Linked DNA regions of Pan troglodytes: region 2 is linked to region 1. Evidence: chromatin contacts called from public Hi-C data. All regions are on one chromosome and are shown on one strand. The core of a region is the stretch at or near the end of the contact, and the rest is flanking DNA. Distances in the headings are between cores, read along the strand shown. Region 1 holds the start of TOMM6 (translocase of outer mitochondrial membrane 6). Region 2 holds the start of BYSL (bystin like).

Region 1 (6,608 bases), core at 2,292-4,791:
CCCAACCAACAGTAAACACTTACTTGAAGCCAAAACAGTAAATTTTGAATGAAATTTGAATTATGCTTTTGGAAGCTGCCATGTCTTAATTCTTGCTGGATTTTGATTTTCAATTTTGGAAGTTTTTATCAAATAAAACTGTCCAGTCATGAGTATATCAGGTAGCAGCCTTTAAGGATCTAAGTTTCATTCCTATAAAGAACAGGAGGTGCTGGTATTTCTTGTCTTAGCAAGTGATCTGATGCAGGTCTAAATGGGGGTTAGCATCTATACTATGGCTTAAAAGTTTCCTCCTTGGTCACCATTTGGGAGGTGATGGCTTCAAAGCTAAGCTTTGCTCTCATGTGACCCTTCTTTATCTTAATACCCAATAAGATATAAACCTCTCAGAGTCAACCCAGTGTAGACTCAAAGGGTCTTAGCTTCATCTATCAGATAAGATCTATCTGATTTATACAAAGAATGGTGCTGTTTTTATATACATACTAAAAAAATCTAATTCTCAAACAATTTTCTTAATATTTATGCCAGCAAGGTCAGGAAAGACTATTTTGTCCTGTTTATCTTTAGTAGTGAACAAACTGCTAGAGACATCTGTCATTCTTAACAGGCCACTGTGGTCCATATATACTGACCCTCCTTTCCAATTAACGTCCTTTAATCCCATACTAGTTCTATAAGAGACTTGGCACATAAAAGCAGTATTTTTTTTAATGCCTAGTAAACTGACCAGAAAAAAATATTGCCATGGTGGTCCTGTTTCTATCCACCTCTTCCTATGGCTATATAAGTCTATACATGCCAGTTCCGTACATACTCCATTTCCAAAGAGCCCCCAAACCCTGGACAGTAGCACTACCATGAATTTTAGGGTCACAAAACATTTCCTTCTGAAGGAAGCAGCTGCCTCAGCAGTGTCACTTTAGTGACCACTGCCCAGGCTTACTTCACTTTGCCTTCCCCTACACATCACTGCCCTCTTTCTGCCACCAAACCTCACTATTCCAGCAACGATGCCTCCCTGGTGTCTGGAAAACCCATCTGGTGCACTAAAATGCTATGCAACACCAAATGGCTTCTTCCCCTAATATTGCTCAACAATGTAAATTCTTCAAGAATAAACTTCATGCTATGTTAACATCAATGTATGGTTACAGCTTCCTTTTTTTTTTTTTTTTTCCTTTTAAAATGAAGCAAACCACCTCCATTAAAATCCATGTTTGGGGCTTGTTTTTGTCTCTCAAGTGTGAAATATAAATCATGTTTTTATGATTTTTGTAAATCTTTTTACACCTTGTTTTTGTAAGCAAAAGTTTCTTATTAAAAGAATAAAATGACTGCCTTTGTGTGCGGTATTTATTTCAAATGTTTGTTAAAACAGCACTGTTATTTCTCAGGACAAGAGCAAAGATCACCCCCTGCAGAAGCTTGGGAACTATGTACAGAACTTTACAGAATAGAGGCAATACTTTAGCTTAAGCCTGTCTGCTGACCAGAGAATGGAATTCTGCGTGGACTCAGGGAACAAAAGGAAACTAGGCAGGGAAGGGGAAGAAAAGTGCCCATCTGAATCAAACTTCAGCTGCCATCAGGGCACATCTTGTGGTGGTCACAGATTGTAGGCTGTTTTTTTGGAAGATTCGGGTTCAGCACAGGATTCCATTTGTCTGCAATCAGATGATAAGACGACAGGTGGCATTAGAACTGTAAAAGTATGGGAGGGAAACTGGTAAGAGATACTTAAATCCCTTGCAACATCTGAAAACACATTTAACTAGGAATAGTTAAGGGTTTTACATCACATTCTTTTGTACATTTCATGAATACTTGACAGAAAACATTGCTTCACCCAGTCTCTAGGTCTCCTAAGACACGCATGGGTGTGGTTCCGTGCTTACCTACTTGGCTACACCCCTGGCTGAGGTGCCATGAGGTCAATGTCACTCAAGTTCCTGGCCAGCCAAACTCCCGCAGCAAAGAGTCCCAAATTTAGTATCAAGTTCCTGGAAAAACAATGTGTTTTATTAACCCTGTGGTCACTGAGTCAGTTGTACAGTTAACGAAATGTACTGGGGGGAAAGGCTTCCATCACCACCTTCCCGAGGCGTTGATACGTGGTTGTGACGGCAGGTTGCTCAAGACCCACGTGGGAATTTGGAGTTCATTTTTGTGCCTAATAAATGTAAGGTCAGGCTGGGCGCGGTGGTTCACGCCTGTAATCCCAGCACTTTGGAAGGCCAAGGCAGGCGGATCACGAAGTCAGGAGCTCGAGACCAGCCTGGCCAACATGGTGAAACCCCGTCTCTACTAAAAATACAAAAATTAGCTGGGCGTGGTGGTGCGCGCCTGTAATCCCAGCTACTGGGGAGGCTGAGGCAGGAAAATCGCTTGAACCCGGGAGGCGGAGGCTGCAGTGAGCTGAGGTCCGCCACTACACTCCAGCCTGGGCGACAGAGCGAGGCTGTCTCAAAAAGAAATAAATGTGGCCGGGCGCGGTGGCTCACGCCTGTAATCCCAGCACTTTGGGAGGCAGAGGCGGGTGGATCGAGAAGTCAGGAGTTTGAGACCAGCCTGCCCAAGATGGTGAAACCCCGTCTCTACTAAAAATACAAAAATTAGCTGGGCGTGGTGGCGCGCGCTTGTAATCCCAGCTACTGGGGAGGCTGAGGCAGGAGAATCGCTTGAACCCGGGAGGCAGAAGGGGCAGTGAGCCGAGATCGCGCCTCTGCACTCCAGCCTGGGCGACAGAGTGAGACTCCGTCTCAAAAAAAAAAAAAAAAAAAAAAAAAAGGCCGGGCGCGGTGGCTCACGCCTGTAATCCCAGCACTTTGGGAGGCCGAGGTGGGCGGATCACGAGGTCAGGAGATCGAGACCATCCTGGATAACACGGTGAAACCCCGTCTCTACTAAAAATACAAAAAATTAGCCGGGCGTGGTGGCGGGCGCCCGTAGTCCCAGCTACTCGGGAGGCTGAGGCAGGAGAATGGCGTGAACCCGGGAGGCGGAGCTTGCAGTGAGCCGAGATCGCGCCACTGCACTCCAGCCTGGGCAACAGAGTGAGACTCCGTCTCAAAAAAAAAAAAAAAGAAAAGAAAAAAGAAATGTAAGATCAAACGCAAAGCCCAGCTAAAGCACTAGTCCAGGGCCGAAAAAGCCTGTTTACGTGCTAGCACTTCTTCCCTTGATCAGGGTGACATTACAGATACAGCCACATGACAGAAAGATCGCTTTTGCCACACGGGAACTCTCCTGGCCAGGGATCTCAGTGAGGCACAGCCAGAGCTACGAAGACGCCACAATGCTGGTAATGTTAAAAAACAAAAACAAAAAACCCTGAGGCGCCAGCCTCGCAAGAAAGGGGAAATACGGATGTAAGGGCCAGAAAAGGACCAAGTTCCTCGGGCTCGGTTACCTCCGGAAGTCATTCCTATCAGTGGCAAAGCGGTAGACGCCCCGAAGCCAATCTCCCACGTTGTCCGGTATTTCGGGAGTTTCATTAGCCGAGCCAGCAGCGCTCACCGGGACAGTGCTGGAAGCCATAGTGGAAAGCTTCGCATGGGCCTCGGTGGAGGAACCGTATCGGCGTCGCCGGTGAATGACGCACCTCCGGTCTGGCACTTCCGGCTGCTACCGGCCGGCAGAGGGGGCGCTGTTCGCTTAGTCCGACATCCGGAAGAGGGACGGCCCTCTGCTGCGCGTCCACGAACTCTAGGAGGGGAGGAGCGTGGCCCGGTTCTACGGTCCCCTGCTCCCGGTCCCACCTCCGGCTCTCCAGCCGGTAACCGTCACGCGTGCTGTGATCATTTAATTGGCTTGGGAGGAGGGTGGTGGGGACGGGGCTGTCTCAGCCTGTGGAGGTGGGGGTAGGGGCTATCTCAGCAGGGAAAGCGTAGCTTTGGGGAATGGGTTTTGCCAAGAAAGTCTCCACCAAAAGTCTTAGAACGCGCAGTACTGAAGGGGGCGCACTCCAAACTTGTCACCTCGCCGCCTCTTGCGGGCGTGCGCCTGACTGCGTCTCAGTCTAGGATTGTTAGGGGGAGGCTAGCCTTGTTCTCCCGCTTTACAGACCCCTTTCCTCCCACTCACATCCCCTCTCTGAGCTGCGCCACTAGCACATGGTGCAGTGCGTCTTAGAGGCGTTGCTGTCCTCTGCTTGGAGGCTTCCGGGTGTCTTCCAGGACTGGGGAAGGCGCTCGCCTAAGAAAAATCCTTCAGGTTCCGAGTCAGAGGAGGAGGAGCAGGTGGAGAAAGGGGTGTCCTTGGGATCACGAATAGTCTCCAGGCGGCATTGCTCCTGCCCTTTGGGTGCCTCCGCTTTGTCCCCAGGTCGGTTCTCCTGCTGGGGACTGGATCCAGGCAGCCCCCTCTGAGTTTGCAGGCTGGAACCGCCGGCAGCAGCGAGAAGGAGTGTTCGGGAGAGGGTTGCAGAGTTCACCGAGGCTTGGTCCCTTCCTTCAGTTCGGTCGAGTCCAGTCTCCCCTGTTCCGGGCCGGGTCGGAAACGCTGGTCTCAGAGCCGCGGAGCTGGACCTACACCGCAGCTAGTGGGGGTGAGGCCCAGCCTCCCGCCCCGCCCAGCCCCTGGGCCGTGCGCGCCGCCGCCGCCGCCGAGAGTCCTCGCCAGGGTCCCCCGCCTCCACCAGAGGGCGTCCGCCTCCCGCGCCTGGGAGGGAGTCTGGCGCCGCAACCCCGACCGCGGCGCGGGGTGGGTTCGGGCGGCCCTTGGAACGCTCCGGCCAGGGATGCGCGGTGAGAGCTGCGGGCCCCGAGGCTTGGGTCTGGGGGGTGCGGTGGGGGCGCTCCTGGAGGGACGGGACGGCGTGGGACCGGGGCGAGGGTCCCAGCCCGGGAGAACCCCCACAGCCCAGCCCAAGCTCCCTCCCGCTTTGCTCTGCATCCTCTCCCTTACCAAGGAATGCCTGCCCTTCCAGTGCCCCGGCCCAGCTCGAGCCTGCATCCGAGTAGCGGTTCTCGAAGCAGCTGGGGCAGCAGGGGCTTCCCCCAGGCAGGGCATAACGTCCCCCGCCCAGAGGCCCGGCGCAGTCCTGGCAACAGAAGTGGTTCTCATGCCAGCGCTGTCCCTCTGCCTCGGTGCAGCGCCAGGAGAAGATCAGCTGGGAGAGGGAGAGGGGAACGTTTCATTCTTTCATTCACTCATTCATTCATCCAGTAACCACGCCTTTTACCCAGTTAACGCTAAAGCACGTCTGCACACATTCCCATTTAATTCACTCAGCCACTTTTGGACGCAGGGAGGACTGATTGGCTTAGCCAGGATCCCAGCTAGCAAGTGGGACAATCCCAAGTGCGACCTGGGGGTCTGGACTCCCAACCCAGGGCTCCAGGCTTCCTTTTATGCTGACATCAAGGGAATTTCTAGCATGATGAGGCACAGCACTGGGCACTTGGCATCTACTGAGATGAGCATGTGTCCAAGACTCCCTGCTCTAGAGAAATTCTATGAGTCCAGGAACATTTGAGGGACTCTGCAGTGGGGGAGGCCAGAGAGAAGGGCACTGGGTCCTACATGCCCAGAGCTCAAGTCAGAACACAGGGAACTTGGTAGTCCCAGGCTGGTTCCAACTTCTCCCCACTCCCTGATACTGGGAGAAACTGTGGCCCAGGAGAGTGTCCCTTTGTATCCTGCCACTCTGGACTCTGGGCAGACCCCCAGTTCCTCCCCTCCAGGCTGTACCTGGTCACAAGCCGGGCAGCGCGGGCGCAGCAACTCTGCATGATGACGGCCACAGTAGAGTTGTCCATCATGGTAGAAGTAGATGAGGTTTATCAGGGCCTGGCCACAGGCCTGGCAGGCAAAGCAAGGCTGGTGCCAGCAGCGCTGTTCGCCTGCCTGGGCTGCAAACACTCCGTACTCCCCTGGCTTCAGCAGCTCCCTACACTGTCAGAGGGGAGGTGCTGAGGTGGTCGGAGTAAGCACTACCATCCTAACTTCCCTCCTTGCTCTTGCAATCCGATCCCAACCTGTTCTCGCCATACCCTAGCAAGCCCACATCCACTGCAACCTATACTAAGAGCTCGCAAACTTGGTTTCTGTTTTTCCTGTTTCCCAACCAGAATCCCAGAAGCTAGCCCCTTCTGCAGAAATGAGAGGGCAAAGAATAGAGGAAGGGGAATTTGGGGGGAGGGGTGCTACATACCTTCTCACAGGTGTGTCCTTCAAGCTTGGGAAGTACCAGGCGGGCTACCCCCTGTCCCAGGGCTTCCTGCTTCCGCCTGGCACAGAAGAGCCGCAGCTCGGCCCGCTCCTCCTCCCCAAGGGCCAGGCAGTAGCGCTCCTGCAGAAACAGTCCTCTACAATTACTGGGAGAGCTCCAGCAGAAAAGATTGAGCATTGGTTGGAGGAAAAAGGGCTTGGCTGCTGGGTCAGAGAAAGGTTGTAGAACCTCAGGGAGATGCCAGAGATAATGGCATAGAAGAGGAAATGGAAAAGGAAAGGAGCTCAAGAAAGCCACCTCAGTCTCACCCTGCCCCCCAGGAATGTCATCAATCAGGTCCTGACAGGCCCACAGCACTTAGCCCTGTCACCATTAGGTCCTTGTTCCCAATGAGCTAAGAGCTCAGTATCACTTCCCATTCTTGCATTTCCTC
Region 2 (6,608 bases), core at 1,112-3,611, 130 kb before region 1:
TACTCAGAAGGCTGAGGCAGAAGAATTGCTTGGACCTAGGTGGCAGAGGTTGCAGTGAGCCAAGATTGCACCACTGCACTACAGCCTGGGCGACAGAACGACTCCGTCTCAAAAAAAAAAAAAAAAAAAGAATTAGTTGGACATGGTGGCACACACCTGTGGTCCCAGCTATGTGGGAGGCTGAGGTGGAAAGACGGCTGGAGCCCAGGAGATTGAGGCTGCAGTTAGCTATGATTGTGCCACCGCACTCTATCCTGGGTGACAGAGCGAGAGACTCTGTCTCAAAAAAAAAGAAAAAAAGAAAAAACGGAGAATATGAGATACTAAAGAGGAGGCTACTGTGATAATCCAGGTGAGAGATTGTGGTGGCTACGACAGGATGGTGTTCCAAAGCGGTGAAAAGTGGTCTCATTTTGGATACACTTTGAAGGCAAAGTCATCAGAATTTCCTTACAGATCAGATGTGGGGAGGGAGAGACAGAGAGAGGAGATGGTGGGGGCAGGGAGAGAGAGGAGTCTAAAGTTTATCTTGAGCAAATGAAATGCTACTAACTGAGACAGGGAAGGCAATGGTGAGAGAAGCAGGTTTGGAGGGAAGGTCAGGATTTCTGTTTTGTACATGTTAAATTTGAGCTGTCTGTTAGATTTCAAATTGGAGATGCCAAATAGGCAGTTGAATATAAGAATCTGGATTTCATGGAAGAGATCAGGGCTAGACTATAAAGTTAGGAGTAGTCACTCAAGGATGGTATTTAAACCATGAAACTTGCCAGCACCAGAGAATATTTGAAGAGGTCAGAGGACTGAGGAGAAGAGGTTGCAATAAGAGTCAGCCAAGGATACTGAGAAGTGAGGTGGCAGTAAAACAGGAGTGTTGATGTCTTAGAACCCAAGTAAGGATACTGTGGCCAGAAGGCCACTATTCAATTGTGTCAAATATTGCTTTAGATGAGATCTGAGAAACGGATGAAGCACCTCAGAGGTCAACACTCCCTCCCTAGTGAGAAAACATCAGACGTCTTTCAATTCATCTCTCTCGCTCTTTGGCTGCTAAACAATGTGTTTTCTGCTCATAACACTTCCCATTCGTTTTTCAGTTCTCAGCTTAAAGGTCCTGCTGCAATCGGAGAAGCTTCTCAAGACCAATGCTATTGTTACCAGGGAAACGATACTTTATCATGGAAATATATTATTCTAAGAGTCTACTTAATTGCCTCTCTGCTGGGCTTGACTGTAAGGTCCTTAAGTTAGACGTGCCTGTGTTGTTTACTTCTGTACCCAAACATTCGATAGAATTCCGAGCATAGCGCAAAGCTCGTAGTGGGTATCCCATAAATATTTACAAAACCAATGGATACATGCTAGGAGCACTTAGTGGCACGATCGATTACTGTTGGCCTAACTTCGGGCGTGTCTAGAAGGGAGTGCCTAAAACTAGGAGTGGGCGCGGAGGGCTCTAGACAGGGTTCAGTCTCCTTTGCAAGTGTAATACGGGACCCGTTGTTGACTCGAAGCAATTCCCCTGCCAGACACTTTTTAGCTGTCCACCCCGCCCCACTACTGGCCACTGTCTTCCTCGGACCTCATCCCAGACACTCACCCAGCCGCGTGGTGCGTTCCCGCGGCGCCGCGGGCTTGTCCCCAGTCCCATGCTCGGCCTCGAGTTCCTCCTGTTGCTGCCGTGCTTGCTGCAAAATCCGTCGGCTCAGCCGGGGCCCCACATACTCTTCCTCCGCTTCTCCGGTCCCGCGACCCCGCCGCTTCTCCCGGACCCCCGCCCGCACCGCATTCCCAGCCAGGATCTGATCGGCCAGGGGCGCATGTTTTTCCTGACCCCCGACCCCACGGGCCGCCTTGAATTTGGGCATTTTTCTCGAAAAAGTTGCCGGGAAGGATCGCACGTGGGGACTGAAGAAAGGCCAGGATGCGCTTGCGCGGTGGACTCCCAGCGCCCAAGAGGCCGCCCGGCGATCACAGTGCCCCCTAGCATTCGGAGGCCAGAAGCGCCATCAGCGCCGCCCCTCCCACTAAAAGAGCTCCCGTTTTCCGGAGCTGGACTCCCGAATATATTCACTGCCTTTAACGTTAGCTTCTCTCAATAGTGCAGTCTTTGAGTGTCGCTCTCCTAGCTTCATGGATGTAGGCCTAGAGTGCTCAGCCAAACGGGAATGTCTGGATTTAGAAACCTCGGGGCGGGAATCCGCAGATGATGTCAGTGGAGGCGTCACCGAGGGGTGCCGAGACACGCCCCATTCCTTGGGGAAGGCGTGAACCCGGCGCTCTGTTTTTACGTATTTCCGGAGTCCCTTCTGAGACAGAAGGTTGTGTTGGGGAACTGAAGCAGTTTCTGTGGGCGGACAGGGAACCCTGCGTTTCTACTGTGTGATTCTGCCACCTTCCTGGCCCGACGCCATGGGAGTGACTTGGTAGGACTGCAGGGGGTTTTGTGGGGCGGGGCTTGGAGTTGTGAAAGGCCGGAAAGAGGACCTTGACCATGGTCCGCCGTCCTCTGGGAGCTGAGGGAGATATCCTCGGGTTGTGTGGATGAGAGGATGCCGTGCGGGCTGCGGGTTCCCCGGGCTTGTTTCCTCAGAGATGCGCCCCTTCCTCTTGGAAGGCGGGAAAGCAAAGGTTTTTGTTTTGTTTTGTTTTGTTTTTTAAGACGGAGTCTCGCCCTGTCGCCAGACTGGAGTGCAGTGGAACGATCTTGGCTCACTGCAACACTCCGCCTCTTGGGTTCAAGCGATTCTCCTGTAGTCCCGAGTAGCTGGGACTACAGGCGCCCGCCACCACGCCCGATTACTTTTTGTATTTTTAGTAGAAATGGGGTTTCACCATATTGGCCACGCTGGTGTCGACAAAGCAAACTTTTTATCCCAGGAACCTATCAATGGTTGTATACCTCATTCTCTTCTGGATACATCTTCCTTCCCGTGAGGCCACAGTACTGCCTGCAGTGGGACCTCAGGGTTGGAAATAGGGTCTTTGGACTATGACCCACCTGCAGACAGGGTTGGAGGGAGTGGGCCATAAGCAATCAGGAGATAGTATTTTTTAAGATTTTCGCCTGCTCTTCCCTCAGCCATCAAATACAGTTAGACCCGCTTGTGTCTGTTTCTAATTTGCTCATTTTAAGATCTTGGGTCTAGAGGAAAAAAGAGGGTATTGATAATAAGGAGATCATGGTTCCAGGCACTTTATCTCTTTAGGACCCGTTTCCCACTATGTTTAATTCCATGGTTGGTCTAGTTTCAATGGAGTTTTTATCTTTCATATGTTTTAAGTCTCAGTTGAAAGAAGATGAGGTGGCAGGGAAAGGTATGGGTCCAGTGCTCGTGGAGGCGTTAGTTGTAAGGTGCCAGGTCCCAGAACATTTTTTTCTTATCTCAGTAGACGTGAGCATTTTTCCCGTGGGAGAAACCCGGAGGCCAGGATATTTGAAGCCAGTGGATATAGGCTTCTCATACAAAAGCATGTGTAGGGGAAATACTTTTCCTCCTGGTAGCCCAGGTTCTTGCAGGTTTCTCAGTGATTACACTCTTGCTTCCTACGATTGACACGATCCTCCTGTGTTCCTTAATGGAAGCAAGATATGTGAGGAATGGAAATGGAAAGGATGCAGCGTAGAACCCTGGAACCCTTGCTCTTTCTTTTTTTTAAAGAAATAGAAATGGGGTCTTGCTGTTTTGTACATGCAGGTCTTGAATTCCTGAACTCAAGCGAGCCTCCTGCTTTGGTCTCCCAAAGTATTTGGCGTTATAGACATGAGCCACCGTGCCCAGCCACCCCTGCTCTTTAAATGGAGAAGGCAGCTCCAGGAAAAGGGCTCTCTGTTGGCCCCCTTATCAACGTTTTCAGAATCCTAGGACTTCTGTCACTTGTAGCGTCAGTTTAGGGATTCTTTTGTATTTCAAAATAAGGCACATTAGCAACATCGTTTATCAGTGTTTTTTCTGATAGAGTAGTGACAATTTTTAGCAACAGAAGGACTCTACCTTAATAGATTCATTTAGTTGATCATAAAGCAATGTCATCTATGACTGGTTTCTTGATTTCTATATAGCTAAGTACTGCTTGTACTATTGTTTATTAATTTTTTAATTGATCTTTTCCTTAATGTTTTAACAGGCACTACATCCTTATACAGGCAGTCTAGTTAGTGGTTAAGAGCATGGACATCAAGCCAGGTTGCTGGGCTTTGAGTCTTGAGTGTACCACCCATTAACTGTGTGACCTAGTGCAAGTTATTTAACCTCTTTGTGCTGTACTTAAGTTTCCTCTTTTTTTTTTTTGAGGCAGAGTCTCACTCTGTTGCCCAGGCTGGAGTGCAGTGGCGTGATCTCGGCTCACTGCAAGCTCCGCCTCCCGGGTTCATGCCATTCTCCTGCCTCAGCCTCCCGAGTAGCTGGGACTACAGGCGCCCACCACCATGCCTGGCTAATTTTTTTGTATTTTTGGTAGAGACGGGGTTTCACCGTGTTAGCCAGGATGGTCTTGATCTCCTGACCTCGTGATCTGCCCGCCTTGGCCTCCCAAAGTGCTGGGATTACAGGCGTGAGCCACCGTGCCTGGCCAAGTTTCCTCTTTTTTTTTTTTCTTTTTGAGATGGAGTTTCGCTCTTGTTGTCCAGGCTGGAGGGCAGTGGTGCGATCTTGGCTCACTGCAACCTCCGCCTCCTGGTTTCAAGTGATTCTCCTGCCTCAGCCTCCCATGTAGCTGGGATTACAGGTGCACACCACCATGCCTGGCTAAGTTTTGTATTTTTGGTAGAGACAGGGTTTCACCATGTTGGCTAGGCTGGTCTCGAACTCCTGACCTCAAGTGATCCGCCCACCTCGGCCTCCCAAAGTGCTGGGATTACAGGCGTGAGCCACCACGCCCGGCAGTTTCCTCATTTGTAACAAGTTGATAAATAACACACCTTCATAGGACTATCGTGAGGATTTGGAGAGTTAATTCATCTAAAGGCCTTAGGATGCAGTCTGGCACGTTGTTGGTTGGCAGTTGGTTACCTACCACTCTAAAGGGGAAGCCACCATAAGAGGTTCACTCACCATAGGAGGAAACCTTAGAAATAACGTTTTTTTTTTGTTTTGTTCCATTCTTTTGATTCAATTTTTGTGAATACTGTTGCCTCTCATTCCCAAAGATTATAAACTTGAAGACTGCTTTTCTTTTTTTGTTCCTAGGGCTGTTGAATAGCACTTTCTGTGATGATGGAAATGTTCTCTAACAACAGTGTCCAATACACTAGTCCCAGCCACCTGTGGCTCTGGGCTACTGTGCTGAACAGCTCAAGTTCACAGAGTTGGTAAAAACATGTTAACCCAAACGGAGACTTTTCCCTTGATGTAGTCAGAACTGAAAGAGTTGCAAAAGGAATCCCTTTTTCATTATATGACTCAGCATTATTGAATTCTCAGTCTGTGTGTCATCTAGAATCTTTGGCATGCCACACTTGAGAACGCCCTGTGATAGGAAGTTCATTGCCCTGGTGCGAGAATCCTGAGAACTGTGCTCCAGTTCTTAGAGGGGCTCTCAGGGACTGTGGTCCTCTATTCCTTGTCTTTACAATGGGGGACTGGTCCAAGTGTAATGAGTTATCTTAATTGATTGTTCACGTTCAGTTACAGATTGGACTCCTTGTTCTACTCTTCCTCACTCTAACTACTGCACTTGACTGGTCTTAAATTTTTTTTTTTTTTTAAGATGGCGTCTCGCCCTGTCGCCCAGGCTGGAGTGCAAGGGCGCAATCTCGGCTTACTGCAGTCTCGGCCTCCCGGGTTCAAATGATTCTCCTGCCTGAGCCTCCCACGTAGTTGGGATTACAGGCGTCCGCTACCACGCCCAGCTAATTTTTGTATTTTTAGTAGAGACGGGGTTTCACCATGTTGGCCAGGCTTGTCTTGAACTCCTGAGTTCGTGATCCACCCGCCTTGACCTCCCAAAGTGCTGGTATTACAGGCATGAGCCACCACGCCTGGCCAAAAAAATTTTTTTTTAATTAAAAAAAATAATAAAGTTGCAGGGATTGGGAGACGGTCAGGGTAGGTAATTTCCAAGATAACTTTTGGCCCTGATGAGCTGTGATGCTGTGGGCGAGTGAATGGCTCAGTGAGCACACATGTGTCTCTGGATAACTGATGATTTGGTGCTCTCCTTTCCAGTGTGTCCCAGATGCCTGTGGCCGAGGGCAAGAGTGTTCAGCAAACCGTAGAGCTCCTTACCCGGAAATTGGAGATGCTTGGGGCAGAGAAGCAAGGAACATTTTGTGTGGACTGTGAGACTTACCATACGGCCGCCTCTACCCTTGGCAGCCAAGGTCAGTGAGATGGGTCTGTAGGATGGCTGGAACCAGGCTTGGAGTTAATAGACATTTGAGTTAATTGAAGTCTTTCTGCTTTTCTGCTAAGGGTGGTATTCTTAAACATGTGGCGAGATGTGTTTTTGACGTCATTAATTCTTGGTTCTTTATCTCTTAGAATAGGGCCTTTGAAAGCTTTATTTTATTTTATTTTATTTTTTTGAGATGGAGCTTTGCTCTTGTTGCCCAGGCTGGAGTGCAATGGTGCAATCTCAGCTCACTGCAACCTCCACCTCCCAGGTTC

Evidence for each region. Hi-C and Micro-C count contacts between places; a contact is called where the count stands out from the background.
Region 2: a contact with region 1 is called in a Hi-C map of stem cell-derived neural progenitor cells, with 4 times the contacts expected there. The contact joins the promoter of BYSL here to the promoter of TOMM6 in region 1. A contact is called at or near these places in 1 of 7 Hi-C or Micro-C datasets (stem cell-derived neural progenitor cells), 1 of 1 datasets of contacts at active chromatin or transcription factors (stem cell-derived excitatory neurons) and 1 of 1 other capture datasets (stem cell-derived neural stem cells).

Annotation. Positions count from the first base shown.
Region 1 is chr5:47,670,084-47,676,691 of NHGRI_mPanTro3-v2.0_pri, reverse strand. TOMM6 (translocase of outer mitochondrial membrane 6) reads right to left here and starts at 3,541. Exons shown (of 3, transcript NM_001256791.1): 1 at 3,413-3,541; 2 at 1,899-2,003; 3 at 1,424-1,704. The coding sequence starts at 3,540. The coding sequence ends at 1,907. It overlaps PRICKLE4 (prickle planar cell polarity protein 4), which reads right to left. Exons shown (of 5, transcript XM_054685817.2): 2 at 6,158-6,295; 3 at 5,695-5,898; 4 at 4,909-5,113; 5 at 3,980-4,479. The coding sequence ends at 4,109. USP49 (ubiquitin specific peptidase 49) reads left to right here. Exons shown (of 8, transcript XM_016955472.4): 8 at 1-1,337.
Region 2 is chr5:47,800,491-47,807,098 of NHGRI_mPanTro3-v2.0_pri, reverse strand. It overlaps BYSL (bystin like), which reads right to left and starts at 2,361. Exons shown (of 7, transcript XM_016955476.3): 1 at 1,601-2,361. The coding sequence starts at 1,868. It overlaps MED20 (mediator complex subunit 20), which reads left to right and starts at 2,344. Exons shown (of 4, transcript NM_001246490.1): 1 at 2,344-2,426; 2 at 6,168-6,322. The coding sequence starts at 2,413.